Regions from separate parts of the Sus scrofa genome. Here region 2 is linked to region 1. A link is a contact called in public promoter capture Hi-C data. All regions are on one chromosome and are shown on one strand. The core of a region is the stretch at or near the end of the contact, and the rest is flanking DNA. Distances in the headings are between cores, read along the strand shown. Region 1 holds the start of LAMTOR5 (ragulator complex protein LAMTOR5). Region 2 holds the start of KCNC4 (potassium voltage-gated channel subfamily C member 4).

Region 1 (4,620 bases), core at 1,563-4,062:
CCAGCTTATATAAAACACCTCACTCGCTCTGCCCATCTGGGCAGAGGCAAAACAGCAGCAGGACACAGAAAGACCGGGTGGTGTGGAAGAGCCTGCCTTCCACCTCCAGAGCAACGAGGATGTCTGAGCCGGCCGTCCTCCTCTTCCTCTTTGTTCACTCTCCCTTCAGAGACCTGCCTTAACAGCACCAAAAGATCACCAGCTTTTCTGAGAATCCTATAATCACTGGTCTGGCTTTGAGATAATCAGAGGTAGCCTGAAGCTCCATTACCCAGTGCTGACCAGCAGCCACACACGGCTATTGAGCACTTGAAATATGGCTGGTCTGAAGGGAAACATGCTGTCTGTGTAAAATAAACTCCAGATTTTGAAGACTTAGTCTGCGGGGGGGGGGGGGGAGAATGCAAAAAACAAACAAACAAAACAACAACGACAACAACAACAAAAAAACCTCTGTATTTTTTAAATTGATTACATGGTGAAATGATAGTATTTTGGACACAGTATATGGATACATAAAATATTAAAATTAATTCCACCTGTTTAAGTTTTTTAGTGTGGCTACCAAGACATTTAAAATTACGTTTCTGGAGTTCCCATCGTGGCTCAGTGGTTAATGAATCTGACTAGGAACCATGAAGTTGCGGGTTCGATCCCTGGCCTTGCTCAGTGGGTTAAGGATCCGGCGTTGCCGTGACCTGTGGTGTAGGTTGCAGACGCGGCTTGGATCCCGAGTTGCTGTGGCTCTGGTGCAGGCCAGTGGCTATCGCTCCGATTCGACCCCTAGCCTGGGAACCTCCACATGCCGTGGGAGCAGCCCAAGAAATTGCAAAAAAAATAAATAAATAAAAAATAAATAAAATTACGTTTCTTACCAATGAGATCCTGCTGTGTAGCACTGGGAACTACATATACTCAAATGATGGAGCATGATAATGAGCGAAAATAGAATGTCTACATGTATGTGTAACTGGGTCACCATGCTGTACAGTAGAAAAAAAATTGTATGGTGAAATAACTATTAAAATAATAATAAATAAATAAACAAACAAAATTACGTTTCTATTGGACAGCGCTGCCTCGAAGGTTAAAAAAAGCCAGAGCTGAGAAGCCCTAGACCAGCAGAGCTTTACACCACATGGACCACAAGGGGGCGGTACTGCAGTACCCAGCTGCCTCGGTACTGCAGGACAAGTGGGCGGGCTCCCGACGTTTTTTAATGCTATCTTTTAAGAGTGGTTTTAAACTGCTTTTTCTAAAATTTAAATGTCGCATATTATAGTAACCCCTAAGTTAATATAAATCATTTCTCTAGGCCAGGAGTCTAAAACTCCTGAATTACGACATTCAAGGCTGGAATTTTAAGGAAGCTGAAAGTTTCTCACCATCACAGCTAGGGAATAAAGAGGGACTCTTGAATTCAAGGCAAGAGGAACCGGGAAGCTGTGCCCCAGAACAGAAGTGAAAGCTGAGTAAAGCTGGAAAGTGAATAAAAGCTGGAGGAGAGAGGGCTGGAGAAAAGGGAGGTCGAGGTGTGCTGCCAGGAGGATTACAGGGAGCGGGTAGAGGCTTATGGGGGGATGGGTGAGCCTCTGGGCACACTCCCATTCTCATCAAAATGCTACCAATCTGAGTGTAAACTGGAACCACCTTTCTGGGGGGTAACTTGTAAGTGTATATTAAAAGACTTTAAAACCTTGACCCAATAATTCCATTCTTGTAACTTACTATAAGAAAAAATTTAAACTGCACAAATATTTGGCCATAAGAATATTCATCCAGCATTTGTCACAGCCAAAACCCAAACATAACAACGACAACAACAAAACTATAAGCAACCTAACTGTACATTAATAAGGGGTTGGTTAAGCTATAATATGTAATATTTTCTAAGTATTACAAATGCCGTAAATGAACTTTATGTCAGAAAGACATTTTTGCTAAATTTTGTGAAAAAGATAAGCTACAGAATTGTTTGTACAATATGTGTGTCAACTTAGCTTTAAAAAAGAAAAAACAATAACACAAAGTATACATTTGCAAAGACAACCAACCGGCGGAAAGAATATTCTCCAAGGCCTTATCAGTCATCTCCGGACAAAGACAATGGGTGGGCTTTCTTTCCTTATTTTTACAACTGCTTTTTTTTTTAATTTTTGTCTTTATGTCTTTTCTAGGGCCGCTCCTGCGGCATATGGAGGTTCCCAGGCTAGGGGTCGAATCGGAGCTGTAGTAGCCCGCCTACGCCAGAGCCACCACAGCAACGTGGGATCGAGCCGGGTCTGCGACCTACACCACAGCTCACCGCAACGCCGGATCTTTAACCCACTAAGCAAGCCAGGGATCGAACATACAACCTCATGGTTCCTAGTCGGATTCGTTAGCCACTGAGCCACGACCAGAACTCCCTATAACTGCTTTTGTAATTAACTTTTTTTAAAGGTTACTTTTTAAGTGGTCCTACCCAGTCTTTATTACAATGACACCTTCTTTCTCAAACGTTCCCGAATCCTCTCCAAAGAGGAAGAACCAACGTCTTCGAAAAATCGCAACACTTGCCCCCCTACCCAGCTTGGGGTTTTAATTTTGTTCCGCCTCATCCTCTAGTCCCTTGTCCTTCCTCTCTTTGTCCCTCCAAGCCTGGGGAACCCTTCATCGGAATCCTGTGTCTCTCTTGTCTGTCCCTGCCCTACCACCTGGATGGGACCCCGCGGGGCCGGCCGGATTATTGTAAAACTTCAACCAGACCTGGCCCGACTTCTCGGAGTCGGTGGAATCGAAATCCAAAGGTCTGTACGGCGGAGACAAAGGGACAGGCCAGGAAGCTGGCTCCAAGGGAAGACTACAGACCTCCCTCCCGGGGGTACATCCCGCGCGGTCCCCTCGCGGGTCGCACCCCAGGCAGCAGAACCCCGCCCAGCTCGCGGCGGCAGAGGGCGCGTAATGACATCATCCCGGAGAAAACGCCGAGACTGCGCCACGAAGTTTGTCCCTTTGGAGGCGCCGTCCAGGTCCGCGTCCTGCTCGCATCATGTGACTGACCAAGCGGAGCCGGAGACCAGTTTCCTAGGAGAAGACCCACCGTGGGTGGTGCGCCCGGCGGACGGCGGCGGGATGGAAGCAACCTTGGAGCAGCACTTGGAGGACACGTAAGTAATGTGGCCACGTCGGCCTGTCCTGGGTTCGCGGCGGGCCTGTCCTTGAGCGCAACAGAAGGCGCGAGCTGTGACTGCCCGCTGGGCTTCTTGGGGACGTTCTCTCCCCGGGCCGCCGATGGGAGTGGAGGGTAACCCGGAATTAAATCCCGCCGGTGCTCCGCACACTCCCTCCGGAACAAGTGTCCCGGGTCCGAGCCCAAATCCCGCCTGTCGTGTAGAAATTGTTTGGGCGGGGCCGTTCTTTAGGAGTTTTAGGAACCGAGTTCATTTGGGGGAAGGAGGTACCTACCACCTGTATCTTCAGTGTAAACGTAAACACACACGCGTACCTCCTTCTGGTGTAACCAGTTATTTGGTGCTCAAGAAGATGAAAGACATCCTTTAAATTTTTCGAACAGATAGTGTCTACGTAAAATCCAAAATTAGAAAAGTTTAAGACGGCGTACAGGGAGACACCTCCCTTGCATCAGGGCCGCTCAGCTTCCCACTTCCTCTCCATGGGGCAACCAGTTTTAGTTAGCTTTTCAGCAGTTCTTTCAAGTGAGAGAGTAGGCTAAAATACATATTTTTAACGAGGGCAACAAAATCCTAGCTATTGCAACGTTTGTAGCCCTCCAAAGCTTAGCAGTACCTGGCAGTCTTTTCTCTCATCAGAGAGAAATTAGTTTAACCATCATTAAAGTTAGCTTATTATGATTTAATGTAATTTTTCTTGGAGTAGGGATGAGGGATAAAGAAAAAAGACTAACACTGATTTAAAGCACTTAACAGCAGTGCTGGGTACATAGAAAGCCTGTGTGTGTTATATTTAAATCCATTTTTCCTACATCATTTGCTTCTTTCTTCCTGTGTCCCTGGAATTAGAATGAAGAATCCATCCATTGTTGGAGTCCTGTGCACAGATTCACAAGGACTCAATCTGGGATGTAAGTATCTGACAACAGCCCTTCCAGGGATTGCACAGCACTTGATGTTGACTGGGAGCCTAGGGTGCTTTCTCTAGTTTGCATTTCCTGCCACCCTGCCACTTTTGGGGGACTTTTCTGTAAATAGAGATCATCTCCCAATAGCAAAATTAGAAAACTGAATGTTTTCAGTTGATACTTATAAAGGTGGAGATGTCCCTTGCAGTTCTAGCACTACATAGTTGTTTCTTCTAGAATAGTATTTGAATCATTCTAAACAGAGTCTAGAAAGGACTTCAGATAATGACAGCAGTTACCATTTATTGAATGTATTTTGGGACTGCTAAATTTCCCCAGTAACCCTGCCAGATGGATGGTGTTATTTTTTAGTTCAACTTCACTGAACAGTAAGTAGGCAGTAAAAATGAGGGGTGCAAGCTCAGACACACCTAGGTTCAACCCCCAGCCCTCCCCTGTACTACTAGTGTGAACCTGGACCAAAAAGAACCTTTCCGAATTTCAGTTTCTGTAGTGGGTTGTTGTTTGATAATAATTAT
Region 2 (4,620 bases), core at 917-3,416, 190 kb after region 1:
CCCCTGGGGGCCAGGCGGGGGGAGTGGAACTTTTCCTTCCATGACTGGGCTGAGGCCCCGCACAGGAGGTGCCAGGGAGGCCGGCAGGGCTCTGAGACTCATTAACATGACGACTTGGGATGTCACCGCTAACTACCTACCAGCGTCCACAGCAGGAGGCGGTCCCCGGACCCAGCACATCTGTCTCCCACACAGACCCCAGCCAGGCTTCAGGCTGCCGGTCATGGGATCAGGCACCCCCCCTGCAACCCCAGGGCCTCTTTTTTGAAGAAGCTAAAGCTGTGCATCAGGGTCTTTTTTCCAGATGCCCAAGCCTTTCTCCCCCACGACCCTCTTCCAGCTAAGGGGTTAGGGGAAGCTGGAGTGACCTGGGGAGGGGGTGGTGGAACGGGACTAGATCTTGCCGAAGTCGACCTAAATCACTTCTTTCCTCCCCCTCCCCCATACCCCATACACCTATTTCAAGCAGTAACCTGAACCAGGGCTTTCTGGGAAGCCAATTTGTGCTGCAGCAGGAAGAAAGAAGCGGCAACAAATCTGGGCTCATCACCAGGCAGCCTGGGGCTGGCCACTGGCTATGGGAGCCGGAAGGGCCCAGCACATTAGGCTCTTCCTGTCTGACTCTCCCCTCATCCCTGCTGAGGCCAGGATGACCTGGGGATCCAGGAAGCCTCGGGGGCATGGAATGGGGGCAGGCATTTTTATTTATCTCCCTGGGAGAATGAAGGGTCTCCCCAGCCTGGATGAGAGGCCTGGGTTCTGATTCTCGTTCTGTCTGTTACGGCTGAAGCACTGAAGTCCCTTTTTCTAGAACTCATCTTTCCCAGCACACGGAGCTGCTGCGGGTGGTGGTGGTGGTGGGGGATTTCGATGAGGTGGGACACAAGGAAGCAGCAAAGCCAATGGCCAGCTAGAGCAGGCACTTACACTCTACAGCTTTTCCCCCTAAACCCTGCCTGACCACAGCACAAGGCCTAGTTCCAGCTCTCCGGGCCTTGAGAGGAACAGGGGGTAGGTGTAGAGAAGGCGCAGGTGCAGAAAGAAGGGGGGGGGAGCGGATGAGCTCGGCTAAGGGCACCGCTCTTGCTGGGATGCTGGGAGGGGATGCCTTAGAGCAAGAGCTGGGATTCGGTCCAAGTAGTAAGTCAAGTGTGTGCTGGCTCCCGATGAAGCTGCAGGGGGTGGGGATGGACGATTCCCCTGGGGTCCCACGGAAGGCAGGGGGAATTGGGAGGGAGGTGGTGGGAAAGTCAGTCAGTCTCGGTCTGAGAGGAGACGCAGGCTCCTGCCACTTACCCTGGCCGCCCGGGAGGAGTAGGGATCCTCGAAGAGCGCCCACATGCGGGGCTGCCAGCCGCGGCAGCCCCCGGACCCGGCGCCGGGGCCCGCGCCTCCCTCGTGGGGCCCCAGGCGCTGCAGGGCCAGCTCCCGCTCCTCGTCGCCGGCCTCGTCGCCGGGCCCCGCGGCCCCGCCGCCTCCGTCCGGGCTCTCGAAGATGTCCAGCGCCTCTTCGGCGTCGCGGTGCTGCCGGTAGGTCATCCAGCAGCAGGGCTCCACGTCGGTCTCGTCGATGCCCCAGAAGGTGAGCTCCTCCTCGAAGAGAGGCCCGCACACGTCGGCGGGGCAGTGCAGCTTGCCGGTGCGGTAGTAGTTGAGCACGTAAGCGAAGACGCCCGGGTGCCGGTCGAAGAAGAACTCGCAGCCCCCGCCGCCGCTGCTGCCGCTGCTGCCTGCGCCGCCGCCATCGGACTCAGGCCGGCCCCCGCCGTCGGGATCGGCCAGCCAGGCGAGGCGGGTGCCCGGTAGGGTGCGCAGGGTGCTGCGGTAGGTCTCATGTCGCGTGCCGCCCACGTTGATGATGATCTTCTCCGACGCCTCGCCCTTGGCCATCTCCTCCTTCAGACATGTTTTGGACGGAGGCTTGTTCCCCGACTTGCGCCCGCGGTAGGAGGAGACACACACCGAGCTGATCATAAGAAGCGCTGCGGGGCTTCGGCTTGGGGCGGCCGCTGCCCTCCAAACACCCTTCCCGAGGAGGCAGCGTCAGACGGGGGAGGGGGAGGAGACGAGGAGGAGGCAGGAGGTGGCGGCGGCCCCCTCTGCGGCTTGGCCCTGCCCCTGCCTCCCCCCCGGGGCGCCGAGCGGGAGGAGTTAGATTTCTCGGGTGCACAGGTGGTTGGGGTTGGGGCAGGCAGAGCTGGGGAGGGAGGCAGAAGGGGGGAAAGGAGAGCCGAGGACCCAAACGAGGCGTCCGGGGAGGCAGGGGCAAGCACACACACGCTCCGGGGTTAGGACTGGACACTCGAACGCTCGGGCCCCGGGACACGCCCCCTTCCCCCTCCCCCAGTAGATGGGGAAGCGCACAGTCCGGGCGCACTGGGAGGGTCCAGGGCGCGCGCGCGCTCACACTCACACGGGCCACCCTCCGGCTCCCAGTCCGCGCCGAGCCCCGGGAGAGGCCGGCTTCCCCACGGCGGCGGTGGCGGCGGCAGCGCAGCAGCAACAAGTCCTCCGAGCGGCTGCCGGGGCCGGGCCGACGCTCTCACGGCAGCCGGAGCTCCGCGGGCCCGGGCTGCGCGCGGTCAACACGAGGCGGCGGCGGCGGCGGCGGCATGTGGCCTCTTCCCCCCATTCATAAATCCAGCGCAGGGCACAGATGGCAGGCGGGGCGGAGCGGAGAGCGGCGTTCGGGCGGGCGGGTGATGCGCAGGGCGAGGCGGCAGAAGGAAAACAAGCGCGCCCGCCAGAGCGAGCCTCGGGTCCTGCGTCCGCGGCTCGGCAGCGGCGGGGAGCTGCGCTGGGCTGGGCGCTGCGCTGCGGGGGCCGCGCCGGGGCGGGGGGGCCTCAGACGGGGCGTCCTGCTCGGCGCCAACCCTCGGGGGCGGGGTAGCTCCCGGGAGCAGGGCTCTGGACACTGGCGAAGGAGTCTCCCGCGCGGCGGCCGAGAGGCCAAGGACACCTGCAGGCTTCCTGGGCTGCGCCGAGCGGGAGCCTCAGCGCAGCGCCCCGGCGCCTGGCTCCTGCGATCTGGCGGCGGCGCTGGGAGCCACGCCATCCACGCGTCTGCCCATCTCCGGGCGGGGCGCTGGCCTTGGCCTGCAGCCGGGGGCGGGCGAGAGGTGCCTAGAGGAGGGAGTTGCCTCCACGCCAGCGGGCTGCGGCTCGGGGGCTCTCAGTTTCCCTCCGGCCTTCGCAGCGAACGCCACTCTCCGCTGGCGCCTTTTCCTCCCGGCTCCGCCTCGCCCGGGCGCGCCCTTCGCGGGGCGGGGTGGGCGGGGCGCGGCGCGGGGCCGAACCGCTCGATGCAGGGCCCCGGCGGCCGAGGAGCTCTGCCTTTCTCTGCGGAGCCGAGCCAGGCCAGGCGCGTTACCCACCCGCGGCCCGCGCGCCGCTGTCGCGCGCCTCCGCCGCCATCCCCTCCCGCCCCCTTCGGCCCTGCTCCCCGCCTCCCCCACGCCCGCAGCTCCTCCCACTGCAGTCCTGATGACACCGGAGCGCTCACGACCCCTGACCTCTAACCTCCGCCTGCCCTTTCTGGCCGCTCGCCTTGCCCCCTTCCCACCAAGCTGATCACTTTGTTGCGGTTTCCTTGTCGCTGACCGGGGAAGAAAGAGTGGAGAGATGGCGTTGCTAGGAGGAGGCGGCCCCAAACACTGTTAGGGCCTCCTAACCACTCCGCCTCCAGCCTGGCCCCGGATCCCCACGGTCTGGGTGCTTTCGGGCCCTGTCGCAGTCACTGAAGCCCTCGCAGTGGAATAAGGGACCCAACGGCCTTGGCCAGAGAAGGAGCGCCTGGCACGGGCAGAAGGAAACCGTTGTCCTAGTGCTGTCATGGGTGTGGGTCAGGAGGCCCTGAAAGATCATTAGGTTAAAGGCGTGGCCCATCGTGGTCCTGGGGCACGTAGGTAGTGACCGAGTCCCATCTTGTGGCCCTCTCCAGGCTCTACTTTGTGTCACTCGTTGCAAGTTGACTCTGCCCTTCTTCTGTCTCATCTCCCCTCTCTGACCCTGAGCTCCTCCCGACTGCACCGCTTTTTCATCTTGATAGCTCCCACAGTGCCCGCCTCTGAGAACCTGTTTGCTAAGTGATTGAGAAGCTGCCATACCCCAATCATTAGGCAGCAGCCAGCCTTGACTGGCCTCATCCCAAGAGCAATGTCCAGATTCATTTGTTTTTAAGTCCAGACCTCGTCTACATCTTTAAATTAATCCATTTTTTTTTCTTTAAAGTTTTAGGCAGCCTCCACATCTGTCCAGATCCCGTGAGAAGGATTATAAAGCAGAAATGCAAGGTGCTTGACACAGCTTTCCCGGACATCAGAACATCATCTGATTTCCAGATCAGTCAATACCTGGCTATACTGGGAGAGAGGAGACGGGGGCCCAGTGCCAGTGTGAGGGATTCTTAGAAGCAAAAGGCTCATCATTGATGAGGTCAGAAAACCAAAGTGACAAGACGATGGTCTGTGATCTGTACGTACATGCAGAAGAGGTGGACAGCGTCCTGGACCGGCGTCAGAAACATGTTTGCGGGCCCCCACGTTGTGTCTAGTTGCCTTATCCCTTGGACCTGATGTCTGCATTTCAGAGTTTAGCTGGCTTTGCGTTTGCTGCAGCAAA

The links. Promoter capture Hi-C pulls out the DNA fragments that hold promoters and counts their contacts.
Region 2: a contact with region 1 is called in a promoter capture Hi-C map of liver, with 7 times the contacts expected there. A contact is called at or near these places in 3 of 5 promoter capture datasets (fetal liver, fetal skeletal muscle and liver), 5 of 47 Hi-C or Micro-C datasets (embryonic fibroblasts, epiblast stem cells, fetal skeletal muscle and 2 more) and 2 of 2 datasets of targeted methods (alveolar macrophages and skeletal muscle).

The regions. Positions count from the first base shown.
Region 1 is chr4:109,719,852-109,724,471 of Sscrofa11.1, forward strand. LAMTOR5 (ragulator complex protein LAMTOR5) reads left to right here and starts at 2,813. Exons shown (of 4, transcript XM_013997277.2): 1 at 2,813-3,149; 2 at 4,023-4,084. The coding sequence starts at 2,944.
Region 2 is chr4:109,906,352-109,910,971 of Sscrofa11.1, forward strand. KCNC4 (potassium voltage-gated channel subfamily C member 4) reads right to left here and starts at 2,167. Exons shown (of 4, transcript XM_021090049.1): 1 at 1,297-2,167. The coding sequence starts at 1,974.